Regions from separate parts of the Sus scrofa genome. Here region 2 is linked to region 1. The links are chromatin contacts, called in public promoter capture Hi-C maps. All regions are on one chromosome and are shown on one strand. Each heading gives the region's core, a stretch centred on a gene start, on an enhancer-like site or on the middle of the called end of the contact. The rest is flanking DNA. Distances are from core to core; before and after follow the strand shown.

Region 1 (2,724 bases), core at 146-2,645:
AACTTAAGTCATGGAACAGCATTTAAATATATTTGTCTGCTTATAATTTCCATTGCAAATGTGATTAGTTTGCTCGAATAAATAGGAATATGATGTGTTGGCCATGTTTTCCTCTTGAGGGTTATCACAGAGTTTTGATTAAGGACAAATGTTTGAAATGTTGGGTATATTTAAGTTCACTGCACTTAAAATGAGCTAAGAAGTTGTATAGGCCTGATTAAAGGGCTGCCTTCGTGAACTTAAAATTAAAAGCAATAAATTCCAGTGATTCAAGTGATTGGGACTAAATATGGTATTTGGCCAGAAAAGTTGAAATGGAGTCCAAAGAGACTGAAATGGTGTCCAGGTTTTAAGAAATGGTGAAAGAGGAAAGGTCAAGCTGTCGGAGCTGCCTTTCCTCTAGGTTAGTGAATGAGTCACATTACGCAGAATTCCTTTTAAGTAGAACTTCACAGGAGTTACAAGCTCCCAGGACAATCTGTTTTGTCATTTCTAAAAAGAAGCCTCTCAAACGCTCAGAGGCCAGAATGTAAGTGTTGTCAGATGCGGAGAAGGATGAGAAGCGGGTGGAGGAGGGTCTCTTTGCAGTTTTTACGCACAGGCGCGCTGGCCAACTCTCTCAAGCAGTCTCCAAAACGGAAGTCAAGGTGACTTCCCCACCAACGAGAGGGCGGAGTCTTTGAAACCTAATAGGATCCGACATCAGCTCCGGCTGTGCGCACCCTGGAAGCGGCTTGGGTCAACAACAACCGGGGTCAGGAGCAGGGGCGCGCTAGGGTGGCCCAAGGAGAGCTGCTGACCCCAAGCTCTCCCCCGCCCCGGGACCCAGTCGCGCCCGCCCCGCCTCGCCGGCCTTGGCTCAGCCCGCCGGGCGCCGGCCAGGCACCAACTCCCCTCCCGGGCCAAATGGGAGGGTCCAGCCGGCGAAGTTTGTGCTGCAAGGTTGGGCCCGGTCCCCGGTCTCTGCATGGGCCGCCTGTGCAGCCCGGCAGGAGCGTCACCTCCCTCCTCCCGCCGCTGCAAGGTGGAACAGCTGCCTCGCTCCCCTATTTGCTCTCCCAGAGGCACCAACCTGACACGTGAACGCCAGAGCCCCTCGCGCCCTGAGGAGCAGCCGGCCAACTGGGGCCGACGCTTACCTTAGCGACCGCCATGCTTCAGCCCGGATGCAAGAGACTACGGGACACTCTCACCGGCTCGCTGGCGCTGCGGGCCCGGGCTTCTCACTTCCCGTCCCAACGGCGGCGGGGCGGCGATACAGCCCGGCAGCGTGCGCGCCCGGCTTGCTTCCCCACGCCCTCCCGCCGGCGTGGGTCATGCGGGCGCTGCCAGCCCATTGGCTGGGCCGGGCCGGGGCTGCCGGGGCGCGCGTGATCCGGGCGGCCTCTGCCCCGCTGCCTGGGCGGGCCCGGGTCTGCGGGCGGCGGGCTGGACGGGCGCACGTGACTCAGGCTGGGCTGTCCAGCTGTGGCGACCTCTGCGGTGAGGGCGAGGGGAGCTGGCGGGATGCAGGCCTGCCTCTTGGGAGCAGGTGGCCTCTGCTGCTTCCAGGCACTGCACTAGGGCCCGCGAGACCCACAAACAGGGCGTAGAGCCTGTGGGAAGTTGAGAACTCCGCTAGGTCCCACTTTTAGCCAGGTGTTCCTTGCCTGTTTCCTTCCAAAGGGGCTCTACTCTGCAGGGTCACATAAGGGATCCCGAAACATTGAACAGTTGTTGGGAAATAGCAAATTATTGTCTCTGGCAAGCCTACTTTTAGGTCAATTCTGGCGAGCTCGAAGTAGCTAACAGCTCTATGCGGTGCAGAACATTCACTACATATGCGGCTACTTCATTTCAGCCCTGCATATCAGGATTGTAGAAGTCAAAGACACACACCCCCCCAAAATAGGCCCTGCTAAAATAAACGGGACAAAATTTTAATGGAAAAAAAAATGAATGTATAACCTCTAGGGATCTTCTTTATAAGAATTTCATTCATTTGTCCCTGCTATCAAAATTTACAGTTAAGACAATGGTCAGTGAAAAGGGCTTTAAATGTTTTGTGGATTATGGATATAACATATTAACAAAAATGTTTGTTCCAATCACTTTAATTAATCAATCGAGTGCCTACGTGGCAAGCACTGTGTTAGGTGCTAGGAACACCAAAAGGTCTTAATAGATGGCCCCAGCCCTTAAAGAACTTAAGGGCTAGTGGGAAAACAGGCACATACACTGTTAACCTCCAAATAACCTAAGGCAACAGCCTATCCCCAGGGAACTATGGGAATGTTGAGGACTGGGGAAGCTTCTTAGAGAAGACAGTGCCAAGCTGAATGCAGAAAAATGCCTGGGTATTAGTCCGGTGAGGTGGAGGGGAAAAGTTTTCCACCTGGAGAAAATAAGGAGGAGAAGCAGGAGGCCCAGAAATCACTGAGAAAACACAGCAAGTTATGGAAGTGGTTTGTCCTGAAAGGTAGCAAGCTGTGGAACTAGTGGAAGAGGAGTCTGGACAGGAAGCCATATTTATGGAGGTTATTTGGGCCATGCTAAATGGTGTACACCTTAACTGAACGGCTTCAAGGGAGGTGGCAAGGCCAAGGTTAAAATAGAGATGGATCGCTCTGCTTGCGGTATGGAGGATGGGTAAGACCAAACTGTTGAAATAGTGACGCACGACAGGCTAAGGGCCTGACACTAGAGATGAGATAAGGTTAGAGAACATGGGGGTAAAATTAGTGT
Region 2 (2,724 bases), core at 68-2,567, 640 kb after region 1:
AGCTACTACTGGGACAATTCCAGCCCTCCTGGCTTCTTCAGGTATTAAGCAAACAAGAAGAAGAAGAAGGAAATCGAGGCAGCTATGGGCTAGATTGGGAACTCAGTGCTCAGTGCTGAGACCTTCCCGGGCCTGGCCACAACCCGCCCCTCTCCGGTGCAGCCAGAGTGGGGAGGAGGGAGAGCCTGCGAGGAAAGCAGGGCACCTGCGAGCATAAAGAGAGAAACACACATGCACAGGGCGAGGGTTAAGGGGGGACTTTACTGTGTTAACAGCAAGCTGCAGGGTATAAAGCAATAAAACTGCCACGTCTACCTGCTAGCTTTGAGGATATTACAAACTAGCTCGGCGCGCAGCCGGGATGCACGGAGAGCCTGCCAGGGGAGCGGGGGACCTTCTCTTTTTCTGACTTTGCCGTCTCCCCCGAGACACACACACACAGATACACACCTACACACATCACCCCCTTAAAGAGCCCACCTTTCATTTTCCTTGAAGTTTTTTGTTGTTTTAATTCACTGCTGATTTGTAAACGCGTGGATCGGGTTACTGGTTCGCGTGTTAAAGTGCACCTCTTGTTAAAAGGTAGGGGAACAAGGCATGCCACTTAAAAATGAATTCAGAGTTACTGAACCGGCTCCCGAGGCTCAAGAAGTTAAGCGCGGCAGGCTAGGAAAAGGAGGGGGAGACAAGAGTGGACGCTGCTACCCTGGGAACCCTGGAGAAAACCCGCGGGCAGTAAGTTTAAAGTCCTCTGATAAAATGGAGGAAAGAAGGAAATAAAGAAAGAAAAAGAAAAAGGCAAACTAGTCTAGCCAAGCCTTGAGACCCCGAGCTGGGAGCTGGGAAAATCAATTACCATAAGCCGCTACTGCTTCGCCTAGTATGGAAATAGCGTCCGAACTGGGGTGTCTGCAGCCACATTTTCTGAAATTATAACGGCAAGCGGCACCACTAAATCCCCCACCTCTCAGGTTCCTTGGGGGGGACAACTAATGGAGTCCAAGAAAACAGGGTGCAAAGAAGCCCCCCGTAGTTTTCCCAAAGGGAGACCCACACTAGTCCATGCAACCTCTAAACGCGTTGACCGGAACCCTTAGATTGTATGTTTCCCGACGTGGCCAAAGGTTCTCGCTTTGAATCATTTATTCGCAGACTGAAAGCTGGCGCCGAGCCCGTGGGGGTCTGCATGCCTTGTCCCCATCGACCAGCAGTGCGGAGTCCCAGAGCCACCCCCAAAGTCCCAGGACCCGGACGCGGGCGCAGCAGGCCTGCCCTCCTCGGCGCCCAGTCCCCGGTACGGCTTTTCCTACCTGGTGGCCGGGCCTGAGCTGCACGCTGGGGCTCCTCTGTCTCTGCTCGGCTGCCTCGACCTGAGTGGATCTTGAGACTACAGGGAGAGAGACTAGATCCGCAGCCCTGGGCTGCTCCGAACTTAATGTCTTTCCCCAGTCCATCTTTGAAAGAGAAGTGGTTCTACCACCTGGATGTGCGGATATAAATCCCCTTGCAAATAATAAATGGATTAATAATAACAAGGTATGAAGTTCTTTTTATAGAAAAAAAGGAGAGAATTGAAACTAAATGCGGCAGTTAGACAACCATTTTGATAAGAGGATAATTGAGGCGACACTGGTGTATAATTAGAGGATAATTTATGCTATATCCACTTTTATTCCACCTCCCAAAATAAACCCAGTCCATAATCATTACAGGCAAATTGTTCTGAATTTTATAGCAGCAATTTGAACAAAGTACTGCAGTTAATCATGGGAGATTTTTGTGTATTCCTGATTAGAACTCTAATTGCCTCCTTCCAGAAAGTAAAAATAACTGTAAAACGACTCTATTTTTATCATTAACAATGTTGACAATAAAATAAAATCAATTGGAATTGTAATCGAGAGACAAATTTAGGACGAAGGCACTTTTACTTGGGTAGTTTATATTGTAATCAAGATTTGCCAAACCACTAACCGCATGTATCATTTGCATATATTTGAAAGCATTACAGTAGCTTCTGTTTTCAATAGGAAAAAATGCATTACTGTCAGTGCTCCAACGATTCGCTTTCATAACTAGCTGCTGTGTTCTGGGAGAAAAAAAGGTCTCTCTCACCCCTTTTTGTTCAATATATAGGAAATACGGCCTGAAATGGCAGGAACCTCGCCAGAACAGGGTCTGATTTTTCTTTTTCTTTAGCCCCCCCAACACCCTTACCCATGGGGTGGGGCCCAGGTGTGGGGGTTCTTCTTCCCTCTATGGTTTCAATAAAGTACGTCTAGAAAAATCCACGGTGACAGGGCGCTCCCGCGGGACGGCAGTGGGACTGGGGGGCGGGGGGAGGAGGTCAAGGGAGGGGGCCTTGCTTTAAGTATAGAGGGCACTGCTTCTGAGCACAGGCAGCCTGCTAGGGTGCAAGGGGACTGTGAGGGAGCAGCCCTCCGCGGACTGTTCCAGGGCTGCGGTACTGGGAACCGAGGCTCGGGGTTTGGAGACGTGAGCTGTGGAGGGAGGCATCGGCGACCGGCCGGGCTGAGGCACCTCCCACCCCGGAGGCCTCTGCTCGGAGCCGCGCGGCCCCCGGCTGCAGCTCGGGGTTGGGATTGGAGTTACCAAAGGTAGGCGAAGAACTCGGAGAGAGGCGCACACACCAGTGGAAGCCGTGCGCCTGTGACGTCAGGGGGCGACTGACCAATGGGGAGGCGCTGCCCTTTGGAGACA

Evidence for each region. Promoter capture Hi-C pulls out the DNA fragments that hold promoters and counts their contacts.
Region 2: a promoter capture Hi-C map of fetal liver shows a contact between it and region 1, with 4 times the contacts expected there. The contact joins the promoter of DLX6 here to the promoter of SLC25A13 in region 1. A contact is called at or near these places in 1 of 5 promoter capture datasets (fetal liver), 1 of 47 Hi-C or Micro-C datasets (embryonic fibroblasts) and 1 of 2 datasets of contacts at active chromatin or transcription factors (skeletal muscle).

The regions. Positions count from the first base shown.
Region 1 is chr9:75,979,211-75,981,934 of Sscrofa11.1, forward strand. It overlaps SLC25A13 (calcium-binding mitochondrial carrier protein Aralar2), which reads right to left and starts at 1,396. Exons shown (of 18, transcript XM_003130160.5): 1 at 1,140-1,396. The coding sequence starts at 1,154.
Region 2 is chr9:76,622,172-76,624,895 of Sscrofa11.1, forward strand. It overlaps DLX6 (homeobox protein DLX-6), which reads left to right and starts at 1,318. Exons shown (of 3, transcript XM_021063385.1): 1 at 1,318-2,724. The region is part of intron 2 of LOC110255475 (a long non-coding RNA gene); the gene reads right to left.